Linked DNA regions of Gossypium hirsutum: region 1 is linked to region 2. A link is a contact called in public Hi-C data. All regions are on one chromosome and are shown on one strand. The core of a region is the stretch at or near the end of the contact, and the rest is flanking DNA. Distances in the headings are between cores, read along the strand shown. Region 1 holds the start of LOC107962599 (actin-related protein 6). Region 2 has its middle 3.7 kb from the start of LOC107962597.

Region 1 (6,300 bases), core at 1,534-4,033, 68 kb after region 2:
TGTGGAATTGTGTTGGTATTATAGGTAAACTTAGCTTGCACATTAGTTTAACATATGATTCTTAGTTAAGGTAAGTTAATTGTTTACATTGTATGAGCTTACTAAGTATTTGTAATACTTACTCCGTTGTTACCATTATTCTTGTAGATTTTGGACGTTCTGAATGTGTCATCGGATCTACGAGAAGCTGACACCATTTGTTTCCTGATTCGGTTGACTTTTAATGATTTTAAACTGATTATATGTGGCATGTACATAGGATTGTCAAGTGATTGTAATGTTGAATATGTTTTGTGGAAAATTATGGTATTGTTGAATTTTGAGCTCCCATGGTAAATTATGGATGTGATGAATTGCTTATGCTCATATTTGGTTTATGGATGTGCAAATATAGGTGACCAAATATGATAGGTTATGTACATATGAATTAACTTGTGGTATGAATTGGATACGTGTTATGTAATATTATAAATAAGTGGAATGATTAGTATGGAACCATGTTTCATTGTTGTGATTTGGTATCAAATGTGGCATATTGGTTAGATGTTTAGGGAAATGTTGTATGTTATGTTTTGACATGGTATTGATATGATTTGAACAAGTTTATATTGGCCAAAATGCATTTTAGGTCACTTTTAAGAGTTGGATTTGTAACAAGCATCAAATGACCTATTTTTGCACCAGACGGGCCGAAACACGACCGTATATCACACATGGGTTGGTGACACGGTCTTGTGCTTATTGGAAATTAGGAAGCAATTGTACCATACAGTTCCTGATAGTCACAAGGGCTGGCCACACATCCGTGTGAGCATTATAGATTTGGTCATTTAATTTTCTCATAGACTCAATTTGTTACATGGCCTAGCCACACAACTGTGTGACTTTTGATGAAATTTTTGGTATATTGATTCACATGGATTCTGGACACATGGTTGTGTGACTCCTATTTTACATAAGTGCCTTTATAGTTTGAAAATATTGTAGTTTGATCCTGTTTGTTCCTAGGTAATTTTAGAGCTTTCGCAAGCTTAATTTAGACTCGGTTTTGTTTGTAATGCATGATATTTGTAATAATTGCATGTTTATTTGAAATTTATGAATTTAGTTTTGCTTGTAATTGTTCCATTGACTGTGGTAATATCCTATAACTCAGGTTTGACGACCGAACCTTGTGAGGGATGTTACAATATCGGTTCATATGCAAATCATACAGGGTTATATGAGCTAGCAGAGGGATCGACTGAGTATATAAATTAGGCTCAAATAATTTGTAATCATGTTCCAACTTTTCGTCTATTAATTACAACATTACGTAGTCATGGAGCCAATCCACTAGATGTACCATGATTGAACTCTCCCAATTATATATTGTTACAAAAGCTTTTTATCAAGTGCTTGTCCAATAACCTTGTCATATGTATGTTACACTCATAGGCTACCCTTAATCTCTTTGGGTTCAATATATTCACCAAATATGATTTTATTTTTTATCTCATGATAATCATTACATATTTCTTTATGAAAGGTCAATAAATAACACATAGTAATCAAATCATCCGTCTTAGAAAAAAGACCCTTGGCTATGTTACTTTTCCATCTATCGTATAATGCCAATGAGAGGATATCATTTACCCTTTAATGGGCTATGAATTTCGCTATTGTAAATGAAGTCATGTCATGAAGAAGTCGTATATCCAACGTACCAACTTTCGGCTTTATTACCAATTGAACTCAACCTTCCAATACATCAAAGTATATGAGTCACGCACACATAGTGCTCACTGACTTAGGATTGAGGTAAGTCACATTACAAACATCAGAAATGAATAAATCCGTAAACAAATATAGATTTATTTCATTTGGGTCATGTCCAATGTATTGTCAGTCCAGAAAACCATATCTATGTCTCTATCTTTTGGAAGTCATTCTCTCTGATACTTAAGACAATTTATCTCATTGCTTGGACTTGATAGACATCATAATAGTCTTTGAACCGATTTTCTCACTTTTTATTCACCAAACTATGGACCATTTAGATTACCTACTAATATAAGTTGACTTCTCACATTATGATCAGACCACATAATGCAACTTAATATTATTTAAATGTTAGGTAATAAGTGAACCAATATTTGCTTATTCATTTTACTTTGCATGCAAAATCTATTGAGGACAAATACAAATGATATTAATGTGAACGATGAAACTTTATTAAACCATACTATTCAAAAATTACAAGTACATTATGATGAAAAACTACAATAAGGATACTAAATCTCAAGATATTTTAGACATGTTTTTTAATAACTTTTAAAAAGTTATATGTTTTTGAAAGTTTTTAATTTTTAAATATTTGTTGATGTGGCAAAATGTGTAACATCCTCATGAGGTACACATGGCAGCCATGTGTCGCTATCTGGTTGCGTCGTCAATCACGTTATTACTTAAAAGTAGAGATGGATGAATTTTTTAACAAAATGACCAAATTGCTCTTTAATCTAAAGTATATGGATTAATTTACCCATTTTTTAAGTAGAAGGAATAAAATATAGAGGTTTCCATAGTACATTTACTTAATCTTACTCATCTTTTAATTTCAACTCACTTAACAACACATTTTTAAATAAATAGGACAAAATATAATTAGTGTCTCGGTACAAGAGTAAAGTCTCATACTTTTAAAAAAATAAGACAAAATACAATTACTCTTCAAATATAAAGGTCTATGTTGTACTTTTACCAAAATTTTAAAATGAGTTAACAAGTGTACACGCTAGTAGAACAGGATTCAGGACAAGGATATTAAATTTTATTATTTTAACAATAAAAATAAATCGAATTATAGAGTCAAATTGGTTCGTTCGTTTTCACCCCAATGTCAAACGTCGTCGTCCTCGATAACGGCGGTGGCCTGATTAAAGCGGGCCAAGGAGGCGAGCGCGATCCCGCCGTCGTAATTCCCAACTGTCTCTACCGCCCTCTGACCTCCAAAAAGTTCCTCCACCCCTCCACTACCACCGAAGAAGACCTTACCTCCGCCGCTATCCGCCGCCCCATCGACCGAGGCTACCTAATCAACCCCGATCTCCAACGCGACATCTGGTCGCACCTCTTCAACTCCCTCCTCCATGTCTCCCCTTCCTCTTCTTCCCTCCTCCTAACCGAGCCCCTCTTTTCCCTCCCTTCCATCCAACGCTCCACCGACGAACTCATCTTCGAAGACTTCGGCTTCAACTCCCTCTTCGTCGCCGATTCTCCTTCCCTCGTCCACCTCTACGAGTCCAGCCGCCGTCCTGACAGCCTGCTTTCCGAGGCGCAGTGTAGTTTGGTGGTCGACTGTGGGTTCTCCTTTACCCACGTGGCCCCTGTCTTTCAGAATTGTACCTTGAATTATGGGGTGAAGAGGATAGATTTGGGTGGGAAAGCCTTCACTAATTATCTCAAGGAATTGGTTTCATATCGCTCCATTAATGTGATGGATGAAACCTTTCTAATGGACGATGTTAAAGAGAAGCTCTGCTTTGTTTCTCTTGATGTTGAAACAGATCTCCAGATTGCCAGGTATAAAACAGAGATTACTACATTTTTTGATATACATATTTCTTTCAATGTCGCTTGCAATATGTGATGAATATTGTTTCTGCTATTTTTTTAAACGATGTAGACAAATCATTACAGGAAACAAGGAAAAGACAACCTTTTTAGATGTACCTATGTATTGCCTGATGGTGTGACACACAAAAAGGGTTATGTTAAAGACCCTGAAGCAGCCCAGAGGCATCTCAGAGCCTCTCCATCAGCTGCCATGGAACCAAACAAAGAGACATATCAGTTGGAAACTATCGCCAAGACTGAGGAGAGGAAGAGGGTGGATTTAACTAAAAATGTAGCGTTCCAACTTTCTCTTTCTTCTTAAGTGTTACATTTTTTGCCTGCACATTTTCAATGATGTTCTTGGCTTCCTTGTGTAGGAGTTTGACTTAATCAATGAACGGTTTCTCGTTCCGGAGATGATCTTCCAACCTGCAGATTTGGGTATGTATAGTTTTAGGTTTTCCATTTCATTTGGGAATCGATCAATGACGTGAGATCAATGATGTAAGAAATGCGGACATTGTTTTTTCATCTCTTGTTGCAGGAATGAATGAGGCCGGACTAGCAGAATGCATTGTTCGAGCTGTCAATTCATGCCATCCTTATCTTCGCCCTGTACTTTATCAAAGGTGGTTTTATGTTCTTCTAAGTGCAACCTAGAAAAATATACATGTCTTTCAAGTTTAATTAACTCATGCCACTTACAAGTGTTTTTTGTCCTGTGCTTGAACAGCATTATATTTACCGGTGGAAGTACATTGTTTCCTCGATTTGCCGAAAGACTGTAAGCTTGATCCCTGGACCTTTAGACTGTGTTAATCCCAATTTAAGAGACGACACTGTGATTTACAGTCATAGTGATATTCTAAATTTCAGACAAAAGGATCTTCGCCCTCTTGTCCCACATGAGTATCAAGTGAAGATAACAACTCAAAACGAGTAAATTCTCTAACTTGTATATAAGTTGTTAATATTTTACATGTCTCTGCAAAGTTATTTCTATCCATTTGGTAAAAATCTTCGGGGATATGCTTGTCAGTCCAATCCTAGATGTGTGGCGTGGAGGTTCACTTTTGGCATCGAGTCCCAATTTTGAATCAACATGTGTCACCAAGGCTGAGTACGAAGAGCATGGATCGGCTCGATGTCGGAGGAGATTCTTTCATTGAAGGTATGTGATCTGAACCAATGCAATGCATCTTTGTATGTAGTATTTAGGTTTCAGGTTTAAGGTTCTTGGATTCTCTTCTACTGTACATGAAGGAAGATGTTGCTGGATATCAACTGGCTGTTATAAGAGCTTGAGCATATCTTCCATGGTGAACAGCATTCTTTCCACGAAGGGCCGATCTCATATGCTCGCATCAAACTTGATTTGGTAAATTACTAAAATTTGAGCTCTTGAATCAATGTGTTTTCCTTGTGGAAATGAATTTCTCCACAATTAGCCAGGCATTTAAGAGGTTAGCTTTGTGAAAATGCAACGATGGGCCACAATCACTGAAGAATATATGACTCGATGGATGGACTTGTATCTATATAGATAGTTGCTCGACTAAATTGATGTTGAGTTAATTGGACATCAATTCAGTTGGGAAATGACTAGAAATTTATTTTTGTTTATAAAGTAATAAATATTATTATGAGATTTTATTTTGAGGGTGTTTTTGTTGTTATTTTCTGTTTTGATATTTTTACTTAAAATTTATAAAAATCAATTTAATTGGACTTGAATTATATTTTTTTATATAAAATTTTCACCCATATTGTGGTTTTCATCAGCAAATTTATTCGTTTGTTAGTCAGCTATACTACTTGATTTTTGTTCGTTTAATTAGCGTTTTATCAAGTAAAGTTTGAAGTGAATCTAATATTTTTAGAATAATTTTATTAGGTTAAAGCGTCTATAAGAGTCCTTGAACTTTTTTTCTTTTAAAAACTAATTAAGCTTTGCAAAAATATCAAGCCCTTGTATATTAAATTTCCATTAATTAAGTTTTTTTTTAACATTAATTTCATTATAGGTTATTATCATATTTGTTTTTTGTTACAATGCTTAAAATTATTCATAGTTATTTCTTAACTCTTAAATAAAAGGATAATACGTCGCACTCGAATCCACGTTTCTTGCACTGACAACAATTATGACGTTAATTTAATTAAAATTCAATCCACCTTTTTAATTATTAATTTAACAATTATTATTATGTTAACACTTTCTTTTGTGGTTTTTATGTATGTTTTTATCATAATTATTAATCAAAACATACGTAGAAACCACGAAAGAAAGTGGCGAAAACCAAGCTGAAAATGATGACATTATCATTGCTCCCAGTAACACTGTCATCGACGATATTGATGGGGGTTAATGTGGACGGGTGATACTGGGGAGGGAGAACCTTGGTGAACAAAGTGAAGATGGACAAGGGTGCAAGTTTACAAGGTCTGTGGCGGACAAGCACAAGGATCAATAAAACAATGGTGGTAGGGTTAAAAAGAACGTTTGGCCACTCCAAAGCTCTCTCCAACATTTTATAATTACGGAAGAGCACAACATAGACAATGGAGACTATATATAAAATTTTAAATATTTTTATATTTTTGTAATTTTTTTACGATTTTTATATTTTTTATATTTTCTTGCACTTTTCTATATTTTTTACATTTGTTATGATTTTCTATAATTTTTATGATTTTTAACAA
Region 2 (6,184 bases), core at 2,055-4,554:
TGTTTTCTAAACGTTGTATATAAATATCTTTTTGCCTTCTCTCCAATAGAAAGAGAATAGGTGAGAGGGGATCTGCACTATAAATGACATTCACATCTGGGCCCATACTTGAAGGAGGATGCAACAACAATTCAATTGTTTTGTATCCTTAGCGGTTGCATTTTTAAAAGCCTGGTATAAGAAAGCCAAAACCACATACCCCAACTATGACTAGAAACACGAGTAATCATTTATACTAGATGTTCAATTGTTTTGGATATAAAACCTCGCTAATTTTTTATGGGCCCTAAGACAATCGTCCTCTTCACTTGGCTTCAGATAACTTACATCACTCCAAATTCGAAGGTTTGTTTCCTTAACCTAGTACACGAATAAAAATATTTATCAATCTCAATTTCCTAATTTCACTATATATATATATCAAAATAAAAATAAAATATAAATGATGCATATATGTATGACTTAAGTTGAAAAGTATTAAAAACTACCATATTAACGACTACTTGCGCTATGTGATGCGCTTCCTTCAATAGAGCCATAATAGAATTTAGAAAATTGATTTTAAGGTTAAAAAAATATTTGGAGAGTTCTCTAGCTTACAAATTCGACAGCGATGAAAATCAACTTTAGCGTGAGTGAAAAACCTAAAATAGGGGAAAGATATTTATAGACACAACATAATAAAATAAAAAAAAATAAAATAAAAACATTCATAATAAGCCAGTGCCTATGGGCATTTACTATAATTAATTACGATTGATTTAGTTAAATGGTTAAAATTCATAATAACTCTAAACTTGATATTATTAAGTACCAAATTCTTTAAATGCATTTATTCAAATTATATTTACGATAAACTATGAAAATTGGTTACTCCACTTTGCATATATTGAGTTTAACTTAGTGCATTTATTAGGGTTAAGCTAACATTAAGTGCTTATGAACTTGACAGCTAGGAGTGTTTCGCACATTCTTTGCATTAGAGTTTATGATAAATGTTTAAAGTCAAACAAAATTTTTATCATGAACTCGGTATTAGGAAGTGTTGAAAAGCTTTAATCATTTTATAATTATTGATCACAATTTATTAAGGGATAAAAAGTTTACTACACTTAATTTTATATTCAACTCCACATCATTAATTACCAATAAACTCGGAGAAGTAACTTTTGCACAAAACAAGAAATAACTATAGCCGCCATGTCTACATTCTAGCTTAAACTACATGCAAAGTACGGAATGTGTTTCCCCCTTCATATATATTTTATCACTCAATTTATACTATTTTCGAATTTTAATTTCAAGTTTTTTAATGGCTATTATTTTTAAAGTTTTAGAATTTAGGTGATTTTATTTGATTGCATCACACGGAGTTGGATTTATCCGTGATTTTTTTTTTTTTGTCCTTTTTCAATTATTTAATTTTTTATATTACATATAATATGATTATCTGAAATGTAGGGTATTTTCTTCATGTCATGTAAAAAATGTAAAAAAGAAAAGAAAAATGATTTGCCTGATTGTTGATTTCGTTATGTTCAGGTTTCTAAGATTCATCCGTTGCTAATGAGAAATTTGATTTCTTGAATAGAGTGTCAAGTTGGATGAACCTCTGCACTTTCTTTTCTCTTTTGGTAGTCGATGTGATCATATTTGATTATGTTTTAGCATTGCAAAAGATTATCTTGATTTTATGTTTCATGCTATAATTGTTTCTAGGACTATTCTTCTATTTCTCCTGTTTCTGTGACAGTTATGATTCTCCATTCTCGCTCTTTCATTGCAGTTCAGTTTCATAATTGCAAGAAATGTTACTCGGTATAGTCCAAGTTTCTGTACAGCGTTGTTAAATCATCCCATTTTCTCTTTAATTCTTCATGTTGTCATGAAAACATTATTGAAGGTATAATCATCAGATAATGTATTACAGAGAAACACCCATAGGACTATATTCTACAAAAGGTATCTGCTTCTGTACCACCGAGGATGAAGAAAAGCGTTAACAGGTAGTAAACAGTTTTTATCGTTTGACTTCAAAAATCATTTTGCCTATTACCCAGTCTATTAATGTGCTTGCACTCTTATACTTGACTGCACCTTTTTAATTCTTAAAGAAGAGCAAACAGGCTTATGATTTCCAGTCATTAATTTGTTTTTACTTGAGGATGAAATCCTTTTTCAACTGTCCTTAAGTTTTTAGCTTATTAAGTATTGATGTTAATGTTGCTTGAATTCTGTTTATTTCAATTTCTTACTTATTTGAGCCTTGCACATGATTGAAGCTCAAAGCTGGTTATTATTTCCAAGTTATCTACCAAGCATAGTCTATGTTCAATTTCTCCCGAATACGGTTTGTTTGATTAACATTCTTTTGGACTTTGTAAAATTAAAGACTTGCAGCTCATTAGGTGTAGCACAAAGGCTTTTGATTTGTTACTGCCACTTTCATGCTTGTTTTTGTAGTCTGATCTGACACCCTTTTATGCGTTTAGCCAAGTTCTACTGTGTATTTGATTATTATTTTACTATAGGCTTATTATTGCAGCAAGAGACCACGCTTTGACTCTTCAGCAGGAGAGTGATCTGAGCCTGTCAATTGAGCTTTTCTGCTATGTAGTACTGTTAGAATCTTGGTTGCATCACAAATCTGATACAGATGTAATGCTAGATTTCGACAAACCGGTTTCAGCAGGAAGATTGGCCCTTGCTAACTTTTTATATTCATACATTAATATTGATTTGACATAATATACTGTTTTTTCTTCTTTTCTTTCTTTCCTGTTTTTGTATTTGGTTAAGACTAGGACATAAAGGCCTTCATTTCTCTTACTGGTTTGATGCTTAACTGTCATGAAGAGCAGTTGGCTAAAATTTTACTTTTAGACCTAATTTTTTGGTGAATTTCGTGCAGATGGTTAAGTTTGTCAAAGCCATGATTCTTTGCTAATTGAGTTATCAGAGCATGGAAATTGTTATCTGTCTTAAGCTCTCTACTTTAAAGCATGGCAAAAGGACTCATTCACCTACCAACAGAAGGCCACTGCCTAAGCTTGTTCCTTTCACCGTCTTGACACTTGTTTCAGTTTGTGTGATTGACATATTAACCGATCGCCAAAAGACATCGTATTTTTTTCCTCCCACTTTGGGACAAACCCCCTACCCCCTTCATACCCCTACCACACTATTACCCTGAAAATGTTTCAATGGAACACTTGTGCCTCCTATATGGATGGTCATACGTTTGCAACCACGATGTATATTTGACAGCATCATGTTTAGCCATGAATTAGACTTGCTTGATATCAGGTTGAGTGTGCTGAAGAGTAGATAGTCCATGGTGTATTTCTTGGCCCAATTGCATCCCCTAGCCCACATGAAAGCCCATTTGTTCTTGAATCACGGGAACAGATAGCTGTGAAAAGATTACTTCGCAATGCAGAGATATCCAATGGAGATCTAATAATATCAGATACAAATGAGCTGCCAAGACTGTTGGGTTTTGTGTCTAAGAAAGAGAAGATGGAAAGTATTTTTAGATTTCAAAGTTTAGTTTTTATTATAGTAAAATTATCTTTGCCTGTAATTTTTTTATCTTTTTTGGAGAAATTTTTTCACGTTAAATTTGTGTGTTTAATTTTTCAATTTCTTCCGTTATTTTTTTACTTTTTTGTTGCTTAATTGGGTTAATTTCCAATAGACAGATCAAAATTTAACAATCAAAATTGACTTCTTGTTCTTTTTATTCTTATTCATATGTTTACATACAAAGTATATACTTAAATAGGAAAACTTTACCATTGCAACTTACAAAGTTGGCATGTCTAAATACATAGGATTATTCATTGACTGATTTTTATCTTTTCAGCATCGTTTACATTTACCTAGCAAATTAAAGAAAAATAATCTAACAGCTTTTTTAAACAAGTTGACAACTTGTTCGCCTGTATCAAAAGTTTCGAAACAATTCGCAGTTAGACTGTCCCCCACTTTAGCTTGTACTTGTATTGTCCACCACTTTGACTTGTACTTTGGATTGTCCGCCATTTTAGCTTGTACTTGGACTGTCCGCCACTTTAGCTTGCACTTGGATTTTCCGTCATTTTGGCTCTCACTTTTGGCTTGTCTGCCACTGCTGCATGGTTGGCAACTTTCAACAAAGACTACCCACTCTAAAATTGCTACAACGGTGTGATGGAGTGCCACCCATGTTGCACCTTGAGTTGCAGCATTACATGTATTCCTTTGAGTTTCTTGTGGATTATAGCAGTTGGCGAGCCTCAGTTCATATCTATAACTGTTGGCCTCTCACGCTAGATCGATCTAATCTTTTCTGATGCAAGATGGCATTGCAGCTATTGCTTTCAGAGTCTTGAAAATTTCATATTTAAGATGACTGGTTTTATCCTTGCTGACAGAGTGATAAGCACGAACCATCTAAGTTATCTTAGGATACAAAGAACCATTTGCAGGGGTGACACTCTTTTCGACATGCTTCCTGAAAAATACACCTTCCGATGGTTGACTAAAAAGATGGATTCCAACCCCCTTCAGCTTCAGTAGTTCATCTTCCTACATATTTGATACAAAATGCAAATAGGTTTAGGTTCCTTCTCCCTGATGGATGTTTAAGAATTCAAGATTTTATAGCTAGTCCTTGAAGTTGCAAGTGACACTGACCTGAAAGCTCATTTATATTAGTCAGAAATTTTATTTTTGCTTGTTGCCTCCCTTTCTAAAGCTTTATTGATGTCATGTGAAGGAGGAGGATTGATTTTAGCATTGCAAGTTAAACAAACCATGGTTCGGGACACAGTTCGAACTTTGTTAATCCTCTCACCCAAGTCCAGCCTTGAGTTGGTTTGTGCATGTCTACTGGGCCAAGTAGGTAGTGCCCGACCGTTGGATAAGTATAGATGAGAATATAAAGTTGGCAATAGATACCATACTAGTAACATTTTTAGTTAGTTTAGATATGAGTTAAAATACTCTTCATTAATTTTTTAGTAAAAGAATAATTAAAAAAATCTAGGATATTCACTTGAGTTTTGAACAATTTATTCTTAATTATTTGATTTTTAGATATTTGAAAATATGATTTCATTTATTTTGTTAATAATTAGAAAATAAAGATAAATAAAAAGTGAAGTTAAAAGTTTCATATATACAAAAATAATGTCTAGTTAACTCTTTGGATTGGTGAATGTGATTTGAGTATACGTTTTAGTAATTTAAGAAAAAACAATCACAAAAAAAAGTGTGCTATTGTTCGAGGAGGCATAGGAAAATACCTAAGAATCCAAGTAAAAGCTTATTTAATAAGAAAAATGAATTCTTTCAACCCATTATTGATAAAATTGGGGGAAAATTAACTAATTGAGAAATCTAATTGTATCTCTCTCTTTAGTTATACTAGGAAAGTACATATGCACAATTGGGATATTTATTTGCAAACTTGTTGGATACTTGGATTAGGTGGGTAGAAAATTAGGTATATCCAACTCATGAATGAAGGGTTTTTGACAAGGCAAGTTTGGAGGATTTATTTTTCAATATTCTCCCTTGTTTATTAGTACTGCCTCTATTTTGTTATCCAAATATTTCAATAATTTATCTTTCCCTACTCTCAACATAAAACTTTTAGATTTGAAATAGAATTTTAGAAGAAGACACATATATATATGAAAAGAGATCCATTTATATCGAAGTAAAACTAACAGGATTTTACGCCCTTTCATAACTTTTTTTACTATTGAAATTTTAACAATCCAACTATTGAATTTATCAATATAATTGTACTTGTCATGCATGTAAAATCTCAAATCAATCTGATATCTTTATCACATTGATCTAAAATATTATTTATATTAATATATATTTAATGGTTGAAAGCTTTTTACATAGAACAAATCGTTAAAAAATTACTTCAAACTTAACATGCATGATCTATGTGAATGGAATATGAAATTCAACGATTAAATTATTAAAATATCAATTGTGGAAAAAAGTTATAAAATGGTCTAAAACCATATTCGTTTGACACTAATCAAGTGGATCCCTCCCATATATATGCTTCAATGGTTATGTTGTTGGAGCGGGAATCAAGCTCATATTATTGAAGGCAACTATAACTTATTTAACATGATAGTTTCTACCCTTGTAAATTGGATTTTTGTAATATGATCTT

The links. A called contact is a pair of places that touch in the nucleus more often than the background predicts.
Region 1: a contact with region 2 is called in a Hi-C map of leaf, with 2.4 times the contacts expected there. The contact joins the promoter of LOC107962599 here to the enhancer-like site in region 2. A contact is called at or near these places in 4 of 34 Hi-C or Micro-C datasets (all in leaf).

The regions. Positions count from the first base shown.
Region 1 is chrA06:10,261,103-10,267,402 of Gossypium_hirsutum_v2.1, forward strand. It overlaps LOC107962599 (actin-related protein 6), which reads left to right and starts at 2,784. Exons shown (of 9, transcript XR_001701694.2): 1 at 2,784-3,564; 2 at 3,682-3,889; 3 at 3,975-4,038; 4 at 4,142-4,226; 5 at 4,331-4,381; 6 at 4,474-4,536; 7 at 4,637-4,768; 8 at 4,861-4,975; 9 at 5,933-6,252.
Region 2 is chrA06:10,192,222-10,198,405 of Gossypium_hirsutum_v2.1, forward strand. It overlaps the pseudogene LOC107963262. Among protein-coding and RNA genes, the nearest start is that of LOC107962597, 3.7 kb to the right of the region's middle. Within about 2 kb of position 3,305, at least 1 of the 9 cell types and tissues checked has an H3K27ac peak or open chromatin away from gene starts, as enhancers often do. A contact at or near this core is called in leaf, where this site is marked.